Regions from separate parts of the Ovis aries genome. Here region 2 is linked to region 1. The links are chromatin contacts, called in public Hi-C maps. All regions are on one chromosome and are shown on one strand. The core of a region is the stretch at or near the end of the contact, and the rest is flanking DNA. Distances in the headings are between cores, read along the strand shown.

What was found. Hi-C and Micro-C count contacts between places; a contact is called where the count stands out from the background.
Region 2: a Hi-C map of omental adipose tissue shows a contact between it and region 1, with 2.0 times the contacts expected there. The contact joins the enhancer-like site here to the promoter of HERC4 in region 1. A contact is called at or near these places in 3 of 16 Hi-C or Micro-C datasets (muscle, omental adipose tissue and skin fibroblasts).

What each region holds. Positions count from the first base shown.
Region 1 is chr25:23,790,957-23,797,892 of ARS-UI_Ramb_v3.0, reverse strand. It overlaps HERC4 (HECT and RLD domain containing E3 ubiquitin protein ligase 4), which reads left to right and starts at 2,865. Exons shown (of 21, transcript XM_060406834.1): 1 at 2,865-3,193; 2 at 5,000-5,304. The coding sequence starts at 5,079.
Region 2 is chr25:23,856,289-23,863,224 of ARS-UI_Ramb_v3.0, reverse strand. It overlaps MYPN (myopalladin), which reads right to left. Exons shown (of 19, transcript XM_060406836.1): 5 at 6,530-6,601. Among named protein-coding and RNA genes, the nearest start is that of MYPN, 41 kb to the right of the region's middle. Within about 2 kb of position 4,269, at least 5 of the 54 cell types and tissues checked have an H3K27ac peak or open chromatin away from gene starts, as enhancers often do.

The DNA.
Region 1 (6,936 bases), core at 1,616-4,115:
AGGTGGTATACAGCACAAGCAATATGGCTAGATGGAAGGCAGCAAGGGAAAGAGTGGGACAGAATGAACACCTATTTCTCAATAGTCTGAGCATTTTTTTAAGTGAAAAATAACACATGAGGTAAAACATATTTTACTTTTGTTCTATATTAAAATTATATCATTGTGATATGGAATGGTTTCCCAAATGTTCTCTTACTACTGGTAGTTCAGGAGAGGTAATGTTAGTAATAGTTAAGCTGACATTTACAAAACACTGGCCAAGTTCAAGGTATTGTACATGTTATCTTATTAAATTCCCACAACCTAGTAGTGAGGAGGATTATTAATTTCCCCCATTCATAGAAATGTGACCGAGAAGTAATTTTCTGTGAAACAGACCATTAGTAAATGTCTGTAGGTATCTTTGGGAGGATAGAAGAACGGAGGTCTGAGTAGCTTGTAGGTTCAGGCTCTGAATCCAGACAAACCAGCACCACAGGCCATACTTACTCATGATCAGTTACTCATGCTGCTTTTATACAACAAATTTATATTATCCTAATAACCTTCTGACCCTACGCTTATTTCACTTGAAAGGTAATCATAGCCTTTTTTCTGATATCTTACCTCACAGTTTCATAAACTTATAAGGTTAAAAGGGATATCTACAAAAGTCTATTCCACTTTCTACAAGCAAGATCTATATTGTAAAATATTGAAGAGATGCATCCACGTAGCAGAGATAGCTGTCCACCAATTCGTGCTCTCTTCTCTGGTATAAAGCAGTACCTGAAACTCAGCAGAGGTTATGTTTCCTAGTCCCCTTGCATCTAGGTGTGTAGTTCTTCCTAACATTATGTGTGCAGATGTGAAGTGGTATGTGGCACTTCCCCAGACAACAAAAAAAAATTTTCCCCTCCAGTTTGAACTTCTTATTTGGTGTTGGGGGTAGGTATAGCCAATTAACAATTTTGTGGTAGTTTCAGGTGAACAAGGAAGAAACTGGCCATACATACACACGTATCCCATACATATATCCATTCTCCCCCAAACCCCACTTCCATCCAAGCTGCCACATAACCTTGAGCAGAGTTCCATGTGGTATACAATAGGTCCTTGTTGGTTATCCATTTTAAATACAGCAGTGTGTACATGATCATCCCAAACTCCCTAACTATCCCTCCCCCCTCCATACGTTCCTTTTCTAATTTTGTGACCAGACAAAACTTTGAAGAAGCTCCTGGTGCCCTCATCTCCTGGAGCTCCTGGAAATTAGTTTTCACTCATTAGGAATACTCACTGAAATGTTTAAAAGGTAAAAAAACACTCTTATCACATTAACACTCATATTTAGTGTCTATTTGTTGCACCATCTGTTACATACCTTGAAGACTCAAATCCCACAACTTCCCCTTTAATGATACATTCCGAGACATAAAGTCCTGAAGGTTAAAAGACAACAAAAGCCCTACAAGGGCAATGAAGCTGTCAGAATAAGAATTAAGTATGTTTCATGAGCATCATCACCACTCCCAACATTGAAATTATGCTTTAAGTACCTTATAATTTTTACTCTTATTTCGCAGAAATAAGGTTGTGGGTTGAATTGGGTTGCCCAGAGACAGTTGAAGTTCTCACTTCCAGTACCTGAGGATGTGACCTTATTTGGAAATAGGGTCATTGCAGATGCAATGCACTTAAAAAAGAGGTCACAATCGATTAAGGTGGGAGTTAATCCAATGACTGATTTCCTTATAAGAGGGAAGGACACAGAGGCACAGAGAAGAAAATCATGTGGAGATGGAGGCAGGAATTAGTATTATCTCTACAAGCCAAAAAATGCCAAGAACTGTCAGCAACCATCTCTAGGAGATAAGTGTGGAGAGAATTCCCTGAGATCCCAGGAGACAGCCAGCCCTGCTGCCACTTTGATTTCAGACTTATGGCTTCCACAACTGTGAGACAATACATTTGTTTTTTTAAGCAAGCAGAAATCCAGTTTGTGGTATTGTGTTATGGCAGCCCTAAGGAACTAATAATAGACGTACGTGTCTAGCACAGACACTTTCCAATCTGTGATACATTTTTCAATGCGATAAAGAAATAATGGCTTACTGCGAAATTTTTTCTAGGTTCTCAACATTCTGAAGTCAAGGTACTACAGAAGCGTGACATAAAGTTTCAATAGAGCCTTGTTTTAAGTTTCCCCCCTTGAGTGGTCTAGGAAATGCAGTTTGCTTATGTGAGGCTGTAACTCCAGCCACACACATTGCTTAATTTTCTCTGAATGAAAGAGGCATAATATGTTTATCTCCAAGAAAGAGTGCAGAAAGTGATGGCAGCCAACATTTTATCGGGAGCATGAACTTGTGTTGATATTTTATGCCAATAGGCTCCATCATTGCTGTGAATACATCTGGTATGCTCAGATTAGCTCCATGTGAGGCTAAGGGATAAAATAAAAGACTTTATCAGCCTTTAATTACAAGTTTGCGATGTTTTTTCTGCGACTTCAAATTCTCCTTGGATAAAGGTGGAATTAAATAGACTGGAACCAATAGGGAAAAAGACAATCTAGCCAAAAATCGAAGAAATTTCTTCACTAAAAGGACCTTGTGCACGCTGAAACGCTGTTACAAGACACATCAAACGCCTCCGCTCGTCTGGCAAACCCCAACTATCTGCATTTGGCATTTTCCTCTAAAGGCAACGCAAAACAGCACACGACGCAGGCGCCTGGGTCGGTGTGCCCTGGGAGGATTCCGGCGCAGGCGCGCGGGCCGGGAAGTGGGCGGGCTCGCGCGCGTGCTCCGCGATTCACTTCCGGCCAGCCCCTCCCCCTCCCCCGCGTTACCACCTCCCCCCTCTCCCTTCTCCTCCCCAGTCTCTCCCCCAGGTCTCCCCACCCCTAGTGCTCTCCGCTTCTCTCTCCTCCCGTCCTTCCCCTCCCGCTCCATCCGGGTAGCTGACGGCTGGCTCTGGACTGGACAGCAGTGGCGGCTGCTTTTCTCTGAGGAGCCTGGTAAAGTTTCACAGGAGCCGAAGAGAGGAGCAGAGGAGCACCTTCACCGACGCCGGAGGAGCGCTGGTGTTCGCTGCCACTGGCTGAAGGAGGAGGGTCCAGGAGCTGGAGACCAGCCTCAGCTGCCTCGCTCTCGGGGGAGGCGCCGCCCCCCAGCCGCCCTGGGCTTCCCCTGCCTTGAGGGGTCCGGTGAGTCGTTGCCCCGGCGGGTTCGGGGGCGTGTGACGGCGTTAGGGAGGGGGCAGGCCGGGCTGGGCGGATACAGGCCAGCCTGGCGCTGGGTGCTTTCTCAGCGTTTCCTCGGGGTGGGGGGTGGGGTGGGGGACGAGGGCAGTGCCGGGCCCCTTGGCCCGGGGGCTGGAATGTCGCACCTCCCTGGGGAAGGGCTTCCTTGGGACTAGGGCCGCCGAGGTGCGGAGCCTCGTCCACTGGCCTCTGCTGCTGCTGCGAGCGAGCGGCTGCCGTAGTTGACTGGTCTGCCCGTGAGGTTGGGTGTGTGCATATGATTTCTCTCCCGCGGCTCCCCGGAGCTGTTCTGAGTGCACGTTCAGGGAATGCTGGGAATAAAGTGCTTCTCTTTCCCCTACCTGTTGCTGGCGAGAGGACGTCTTTCTCATTACCCCTCTGACTTTTTAAAGAAAAGGATGGATAAACCTCGTGCACTGAAATTAGGGTGTTTTCCTGTCCTCTCCTTGAAAAAACAGCAAAAACCGATCAGACAATGCATAACTCGCGGGAACTATCGGGTTCAGATGCCCCAAAAGAATGAAATGAAACTTTTCTTAATGGGTGGGTCATGGATGGAATGAGACAGCTTCAGCACTTGTGCTAGCCTGAACGTAGGAAAGTTGGGTTTGGAAACGTCTCAGGTTCTGTATAAGGAACGTGGGTGACTACAACGGGAATAAGACGGGCTTCCTGTAATTGTGTTATTTAGTACGCGATGTGTCTAAAAATCTGTATAGGTTTAGATGAAGTGAGCTCTTTGTTACCGTGTCTATGTAAGCGAAGAAATATTCAGTGTACTGGAAAGTTCTACAGATTTCGCCATCAGACTATCAGTGTCCCAGTCCCCATTTCTGTTCTTGAAAAATCGACAGTGCCAATGGTATTTGCAGTTTTTTTCCCCCCATCTTCAAATAATTGTGTCAGGGGTATAGATAGACATAGATTGCCTTGGGGAAATATTTTTCAGTCATGGTTACCACTCGTAATAGAAAATGCTGAGTTTTGGCGGAGAGTCTTGATCTTTAAGCTGCATACTTTTGTATTGTAATTAGGTACCCTGGTTTAGTTTTTAAATATAATTGTGAGGTCAGAGTGTTAATATTTTGATTTGTAAGGTATGATCTTTGGAGGTGTTTTTCTTAAGATAAGTGTTTAACTAGAGAACTATAATTTTCCTTGGGACCTCTAACTGAATAGTTGGAAGAGTCTTTTTAAATTGTGGGAAACTCAAAGTTTCCATTATTGTTTTTTTCCTAGTACAGATAAGAACTTCAGTTTTCTGTTAATGTGGAGGTAGGTATTATGAGAAAGTCTAATTATTCACTTATTCTGTGACTCGAGGGAGATTGCAAGTGTTTATGTTTCTGTAGTGTTATGTTTTTCACTGAGTATATATCTGATTTTGGGGGCAGTGGACGGATGTCTTATATCTTACTCCCACTGAAATTATCCAAAGCAAAAAGCAAAAAAAGATTAACTTCGTCAAGATACTTAATATTTCAGTTAGTCTATCAGAAGATAACAAAAAGTCAAAGCTAATTAATAATGAAGTCTTGTAGTCACGGGAAGTGATATATTTTTCCTGAACGTTTCTATGTAATAATTTTAAGAATATACCACTGATTGGTTTTGGAAACTGAATGATACTTACGTAGCACCTTATAGATTTCGTGTTTAATACAAAGTGAGTATTGTAGCCTAGCACTTGAAAGAGCAATTATACATTGTTTTCTTTGAAGTCATACTAACTCTTTTCTGTCTTCTCAGACATAGGGACACCACCAACTTGCCAGTGTTTCAGAAGGGAGTTTATTATTGAAGCTGGAAGACCAGAAGAATCACAAACATGTTGTGCTGGGGAAATGCTTCTTTTGGACAGCTAGGTTTGGGTGGAATTGATGAAGAAATTGTACTAGAGCCCAGAAAAAGTGACTTTTTTGTAAATAAAAAGGTTCGAGATGTAGGATGTGGACTCAGACATACTGTATTTGTTCTGGATGATGGAACAGTGTACACGTGTGGATGTAATGATCTAGGGCAGCTAGGTCATGAAAAATCCAGAAAGAAACCAGGTAAGTTGAAAATTTTTTTGTCTGCTCTTCTAATAGTTAATATTAAGTTGGAAATGTCAAACAATTTTGCTAAACTCAAGGTTTTTTTGACGAAGCTTTAAAAGCAAACTAGGCATTAAATATATCCTTTACAGTTTGCATGCTTCTAAGAACTTATTTTGTTTCTTTTTTTAACTGCTGCTATTATAATGTATGGAGCTGTGGTTTCAGAAATTAATTTTGGTGATATAAAACAATAGAAAACTACCTTGCAGTATATAGATCTTCTTTGATACTGAGTATATTGATAAAGAATATACAGTATGTAGGTCCTTTTTTATAAGTACTGTTCAGCCACACTGAGCAGGTTTTAAATGTATAATTTACTGTGTGCTTTCCGTATATCAGAAAGGGGGGAAATTTAAGATGAAACCTTTTTACTTGACTAAAACATAATCCTAGTTATTCTGTTGTTCTCTCTGTTGTATTTTAAATACATGGTTTTATTTAGTTTGACATGTTTTTTATTTCCCTAGTCTCCTGCTTTCAAGTAGTAACACTAGCTATTGAAAGTTTTGTGTCTGTGAGATGTCCTGATAATGTAGTAGCCATACAAACCAAATTTAAAATAATTTGTAGGATAATGAGAATTTTGAGGAATTTGGTCACATTTCATGTTCTTTTTTCTTTGTTATACGTATTTTAAAGTCAAATATTACCACACTTAGAAATTTGTGAATTTTTTTTTCAATTGTGTTAACTAAAAGTTAATTCTTAAGATGGTAAATTCAGATAAGATTACAGCTGTACTGATTGACAATTTATTTTAACTTTAACAATAATGGCATCTAAGTGTTTTCTATGGCAGTTATTTTTCTTTACCACATCATTATTTAAGTGGTTTTTTTCTTGTTAGTCTTTTAAGAGGTTAATGAAGGTATAAGATATTAAAGGTGTTAAAGCATGTTACTCATTTTTCATAATCATTTCACCACCATGCCCAACCTCATTCTTCTGACTTGTAAATTACTGTGTAGTTTTCATCTTTTTTTTGTTGATAGTTTTAATCTCTTTTCTTCTGCTTTAATTTGTAATTTAATTTTTTTTGGATGAATGGTAGTGATGCTTAATACAAGAGGTTTAATTATTGCAAAACAAGGTAAATGGTAGTTTTCTTCTACTCTGCCTTGTGAAGAATATTCTATGGAATCATCAGATTTTCATAATCTTAGACATTGAGATTGTCATGTTGTTAAACATGAGTGGTAATTTGTTGATACCTATTTGTAATCACTGCTTCAGAGGCAGATGAGTCCTTTACCTTTTTTATTTAGCTTGGAATACTGCCTCAGGTTGAGATTTTCGTGGTAATGGGGCTGTTACTATTCTTACACTTAACATGCCCCACAAATGTATCTGAACATATCTCTGTTTTGCTTTAGTAATTTCTGAGAGGCTACAGGGCAAGTAGAAAGTACAAAGCTAGCACATAGAAATTACCAATATTGTTACTAAAATTTACTAAGATTTAAATTCTTTAAATGTTATTTAACATCTCTTCTGTGTCCAAGACAAGGGTGGTAGACACCATGTGCTAAAGTATAATGACTTGGTACCTGAACAGCTTTTAACCCTATAGGTGAGGTTCTGAGA
Region 2 (6,936 bases), core at 3,020-5,519, 64 kb before region 1:
TTGCCTGTGAAGTTTTGGGTCATGGTAAAATATGTCATAATTTTGTGAAGGCATCATTAAATGCTCTTCCAAACTTCCACCAAAAAAAAAGTTTACAAAAATCACTTTCAACTGTAAAATATCAGTCTATTCTGTAATAGACTCTATGGGAGAATAGAACTCACATTTTCCTTTCATAACTTGTCTTTCACTCATCATGATTTGTGAGCTTAAAGTCGCACATTCATTTGTGTTATTGGTACTTCATTTGATTGTGAAAAGCTCTGTTGGCATGTGTGTGGGCACATTTTTACCATAGGCTGAAAGATCACAAACATGGGAAAGGTTATGATTATCTTCCTCTACAAGCTCTATTAGCAATAAATAATTCGGGCTTTCCTATTATTACAATTTGGGGGTCTGCATTTAGGTATCGGCTCTTGCTTCAGAAGGGGGTAGGAGACTTGGATTTGATCCTTGGGTCAGGAAGATCCCCTGGAGTAGGAAATGGCAACCCACCCCAGTATTCTTGCCCGGAGAATCCCATGGACAGAGAAGCCTGGTGGGCTGCAGTACCTGGGATTGCCTAAGGTTGGACACTTTCACTTTACACTGAGCAACTTTCACTTTACGTTTCACTTTGGAGAAGGATGGACCAGAGTGTTTTTCGCTTTTGTCATTCACTCTGATAAATGTTTTATGATTGTTTACAGCTCTTGTCTTAACAATATGTGGTATTTTGTGCATGGACCCATCATATTTACATCTGTCTAAGGAATAACAGGGTGAGGAGAACCACATGGCTTTAGCTACCATAGGAGATTTTTACCTGAGAAGGGTGTGTAAGTTGATATTGTGACTGCCAGGGGGCGCCACAGACAAAAGTTAGTGGGTTTGGGGGTTTTTTTGTTTTGTTTTGTTTTGTTTTGTTTTGCATTCCCAAATTTGTTTGCTGAAGGAGTTCAGGATGGAATTTGCAGAGTGGTTTCTGAAGTAATGAGGAACTATTTGATTAAAAACCTGGTTTTTCCTTGTCTACTCGCAAACAGTGGCTTCTAGTGACAAGAATATTATCTATAAGTAGGGAACATCAATGAGTTTTGGATGCTCCTGGCAAGCTGGTGAATAAGCCCTTCACTTTGATATCTGAGCCAATTCTGTGCAAAAATGATAGTTTGGGATCCTATCGAAAACTTTAATGGCAATCAGACATCTCCCTGGGATTCATACATAATGAAGTCTCTTTTTCTTGAGGCAAAAAAAAAAAAAAAAAAAAAAAAAGTAGCAGCTGCAGAAGGGATTGAATTTAAAAAGCATGGCGCATTTAAAGAATGAATGTGAGCAGGATGAGGTCAATCTCTTCACTCTGACCTGACCTGCAGTTCAGATATACGAACCAGGTCTCAGTCTGGCAGTGCTGTGTGTATGTGCTGTCGGCTCAGTAGTGTCAGACTCTGTGATGCTATGGCTCTTCTGTCCATGGGATTCTCCAGGCAAGAGGACTGGAGTGGGTTGCCGTTTCCTGCTCCAGGGGATCTTCCTGACCCAGGGACTGAACTTTTCTTTCTTATGTCTCCTAAACTGGCAGGAGGGTTCTTTACCACTAGGGCCACCTGGGAAGCCCCAGTCCCGCTTGCAGAAGGACCTCCTGGAGAGAATATGTTACTCATAGTTGCGACCAATGTTAGCTTGTTTTAAGTACTCACTTGACATTGAAAGCCAAGACCTGTGTTCTATTGGAGACAATAGCCAAGACACTTGAATTACTACAGTTATAGAATATGCCTGTTAAGTGTCTGTGATATGGGATGGAAGCTTGTTCCAGCGTGACACACCATCAATACTCAGTAAAGGAGTTGCCATGGGTCATCTTATAAGCCACTTAGAAAAGATTGTTGAAGGTCATGCTTTGAAGGACAATGATAGTTGTTATTGCTGAAAGCTGTGCTTTTCTACAAAAGTCTCATGACAAAAAATTGGCTCACATCACTGTCCAAATCAGTTACGCCATTTGAACGTTTTGTGAGTGGGGCCATGTTCAACACAGCAGCAGGTCTTAGGCTGTTACTACTGGCACATTGTATAAGACTTGATCATATTTACCTTGACTTCACTGAAGATGAATAAGACATGAAACATTTCCCGCAAGCAAAGATTAAGTTAGTCTTAACAAGGAACTGCAGATTTGAATTAAAGTCCCTATAATGAAAGGTCTACAACCTGCTGAGGTAAACAGTATCCAAAGTGCAAATCCGTCCTGTGTGTCATCACCGTACTGATCGTCCAGGAAGACATTCTTTGCGGGGTAATTGACAACACAGCCTTAAGAAGCATGCCTTCCACAGCCATTTGCTATTGGATTTTTTTTTCTCTGTTCCTCCTAAAGACACTCTGAAGCCACAAAGTGATGAAAGCAGCAACTCCTTCTTAGCCGAAATGGAAGTGATTCACCACAGAATAAATATTATTGGGTTCCTGCTTTGTACCAAGTGCTGTGTGCATGTGCTGTCAATGTGACTTGAAAGGACACAGTTCCTGCTCAGTAGATCCATACCCACAGATATAATGCAGGGACATCCTTGAGAAAAGGCATCTCCCTTACTGGTTGAAAAGATATCAGCTACAAGGTTCATATTGTCACTTTATTCTCTTTTTTAAATCTAGTGGCTGTTTTTGCACTTTGGGAGATGCTGGAAATGAATGCTATAGTGCCTTAGGCTGGAGTTGGATCAGAGCAGTTTTTATTGATAAAGAACCCTTTTTTGCTCCAAGATAGTCACGAGTGTCCAGTGCAACAATTGAGCCAGAGAAGTCTCTGGAATTGTCAGGTTGGGGAGAGGGGCCCATGTAATCTTCAGGAATCTAGAGCCAACCACCAGCCCAGTTATTTCAGGGCTTCCTGCCTCTGCTATTATGTAATGAAGTGCCGTTCTTCAAATTTTCACTTCCCCTGCCCCTTTGCACTCTTCAAATTACTGCTGAAGCAGCTGGACCCAGTGCTGCTGCAGCCTTGAAAGCCCGCCCGAGCAGCTGCTGTTGGAGTGGGCACAGTGACAGGAGTAAGATTCCGATTTGATCATCTACCTCCCATCATGCTCAAGGAGTGTGAGCACTGGTTTCCCCCCATAAACAGAGGGAAAGTGTTTTTGGTACAGTACAAAGGATAGAGGATAGTCTATCTCGTAAAGTATTTAAAAATATAGCCATCCTTCAGAAGAGCTTATTTACAAAACAGAAACAGACTCACAGACTTGGAGAAAGAATTTTATGGTTACCAGGGGGAAAGAATGACGGAAAGGGATAGTTAAGGAGTTTGGGATTGACCTGTACATACTGCTGTATTTAACATGGGTAACCAACAAGGACCTATTGTATAGCACAGGGACCTCTCCTCAGTGTTATGTGACAGCCTGGATGGGAGGGGACTTTGGGGAAGAATGGATACATGTATATATATGGCTGAGTCCCTTTGCTGTCCACCTGAAACTATCACAACTTTGCTAATCAGCTATGAAAAGTGAAAGTGAAAGTCGCTCAGTCGTGGACTCCAGGCCAGAATACTGGAGTGGGTAGCCTTTCCCTTCTCCAAGGGATCTTCCCAACCCGGGGATGGAACCCAGGTCTTCTGCATTGCAGGCAGATTCTTTACCAATTGAGCTACAAGGGAAGCCCATACTATATTGAGCTATACTCCAATATAAAATTAAAAGGTTAAAAAAAGTTATCCTCTATAAGTAGAGCAATGAACTAGCATATGGGACCCCATACTTCTTTCAAATTCTACCACTGTTTTGCTGGGCATCCTCCTTTTCATTTTAACCTTCTCTAAACAGAAGATAATACCAGTACTTCCCCATCACCAAAGGAGGTAGAAGGGGTTAAATAAAACTTTGTCCTCAAATTGCTTGCCATTCTCTTCTTCAGGGGACCTTCCCAACCCACAGATTGAACCCAGGTCTTCTGAATTGCAGGCAGATGCTCTACTGTTTGAGCCACCAGGGAAGCCCCTTTAAAAAATGGCTTCATGACATTATTGGCGGAGAAATGCTTTGTTAGGCAGTATAGAAGTGAATCATAGGGACTGGAATGCCAGAAGTCCCTAAAGAAGTAAATAGAACAAGGAAAAACCCAAGCAAACATATGCCAATGATCGGTTATCACGGCTCACGCCACGTGGTTACCATCATCAGTGGCTCTGATTCAGAAATTTTCTAATGACACTGGCAGTGACGATGACCTCAATTCTGCCCTCGCTCATGGAAACTAACGCAAGCACACTGTTGCTGATAAGTCCCTCTGGAATCTGAGCCACAGGCTACGCTAGAGCCCTGCATCTGAACAGCCCTGATCCCATTTATGGAGACAAAACCACACTTTCCGAGGGCTGAGAAAGCCTCACCGAAGTTTGAGTCTCTGTGTTAGACATTGCTTTCCCACCACAGAGCTAACATTTTTGGAGATTTATCTGATAAACAGCATACACTGATGACTAATTCACTTTCTCATTTTTATTTATCAAAGGCATATATATCATCTGCAAATCAGAGCATCCAATTAGAGGGAGGTAATCAGTCACCACGCAAAAACAGCTAACTTGTGACTAACCTGTCCATGAAAATTAAATGTCAAAAATAGTTTTTAAAGTCTTATTAGGCTTTGGGGAATAATAAAGATAGTTCTGGACCTATTATAATCATGGTGGACTCCTATCTAGATATTAGAGATAGGCTTTAAGGTGCTTGGGAGAGATAGAAAAGTAAACCTTCTTATTATTGTGCTAAATGTTGTATCAGAGATATGTACCAGGTGATATAGATGCAGAGAAGTCAGCAGCCCCAAAGGATCGGAAAGTGTGGAGGGAGGTAAGAACACCTCTCTGCTGTCTGGTTGGGCAGATGGTAGTGAGGAGAAGAGTGGGAGGAGACTTCAGTTTGGGACAGAATAAATTATTCTGTGATTTCGTTACCTTTGAAGAATCAGCACTACCTGAAAAAGGTAGTGTTATGACAAATCGGCACGACAGAGTGTTCAGATTTCTCAGCATTTAAAGCTTTGTTTCCAGGCTAGGTGACTTAGCAGTGAACTAAGACAAATAGAGGTAGCTCTGTTAGGTACATCACACACACACACACACACACACACACACACACACACACACACACACACACACTTAAAACTCTTCATTAAAGTCTGGTAGTCACCAAATCAGAACACATTGCTTTCCTGCTGCTAGTCTTTGAAAAGAGCAAAACTTAAATTCTAAAAGCAGGTTACAGGAAACATCTGAAAAATCGAGATGCATCTTGTTTCATATAAGAATGTTTGCCCACCTGATATGGTCATGGATAAACATGTCTCACTCAGACTCTGCTTAATTTTGGAAAACCATCTTGGATGAGCTAATATGGTAGAACTTGCCTTAAAACTGATGTTTCTGTGGAAGTTGTGAATTTAGCTCCTCCTTTAGGAGCAGTACTTATTGGAAAAGACACTTTTTTTTTGGACACTTTTCTCTAATCCATGATTTCTCAACCCCAGGATTAACTGGCATTTTGGGTTGGATAATTCTTTGTTGCAGAAGGCTGTCATCTTGTGTATTACAGGATGTTTAGCAGTATCTCTGGATGCCAACTCCTGTTGTGAAAATCAAAAAGTGTCTCCAGACATTGTCAAATGTCCTTTGAGGAGCAAAATTAACTCTGATCGAAAACTATTGCTCTAAAACATACTTCTGAGAGGATAAGATCTCTCTGGGTTTAAGTTTGGTATTCATATAAAGAACAAATTATAAATCCAGGCATAAACTTCATTCATGTAGTCTTCATGATACCAAAACAAATTCAGTGTGACTCAGTTTTTCACCTTTGAATTTATTGTCCTGGGCAACATATAAACAAAGTATGTTATATAAGAGAAAGAACAACAGACAGAAATGAGAGAACTTGTTTCTAGTCCTGATTCTACCAAGTTCTGTAACATTGGATACATTGTTTAATCTCTCTGCCTACCATTGTTTTGTTTTGTTTTTTTTTTCATTTGTAAAGAAAGTTCCTGAGTAAAATTTCCAGTTCTAAAGACAAAGATTATGAGACTCAGAATTTGATGCCGCTACAATAGTTGAGTTGACACTATGGATTAGAAAAAGAAAGCTCTTTGTCTTTGAGTGACAAAGTCTATATTAAGCCTTCTGAGAGCATGTAACTGCATCTCCCTGAGCACCAAAGACATCCAGAGAACACTGTGGAGTGCTTAGAAAGCTTTTCACCTGACCCGTAGGTGTGGCTACCGTGTTTAAAGCAGTAGGATGGCCATAGAGATCAGCATGGCGAATGGGGATGGGGGTGACCTTTCCCTTATTACACAAACTGTTATTAGACATCTGCGACTTCAGGAGGCATGGTAACAGCTACCACAAAAACCCAAACCCTGTAGTGTATTTATAAGAGAACAAAATCCTGAGATAAAATCAGTGAATCTTGGATCCTGCAACTTTGTTTGGGTATTATGGTGTGTTTAAAGCCATGGCAGAAAGAAGTAACATTTTGATTACCTTTGTAAACACAGGAGCTGCAATGATAGGTTTTCCATCCAATCCTTGCAGATAGTTTGTAGGGCTCTGACACTGTTAGAAGGGAACCAAGAATAGATTCATCATTACTAGAATTATCAGGTAGGTAGGTAGATAGATGATAGATATGTATAACAAGCTAAAGAATTTGGTATATGAAATTAATCTAAAACCAAAGACATTTTCTATGTCATGATTCACAGACATCAAATTTTATGCTGAACTGATTGTATTACTATTTCTTCCTACATCACGGTGGCTGTAAATACATGCCACCCGTCACCAGCCCCTTACAAACAGAGCTAAGTAATGAACCTTAACGCCTTGTAGAGGTTCCATAGCCTCTTGAGGCTTCACAGATCACAGTTTGAAAACTACTGGATTAGAAC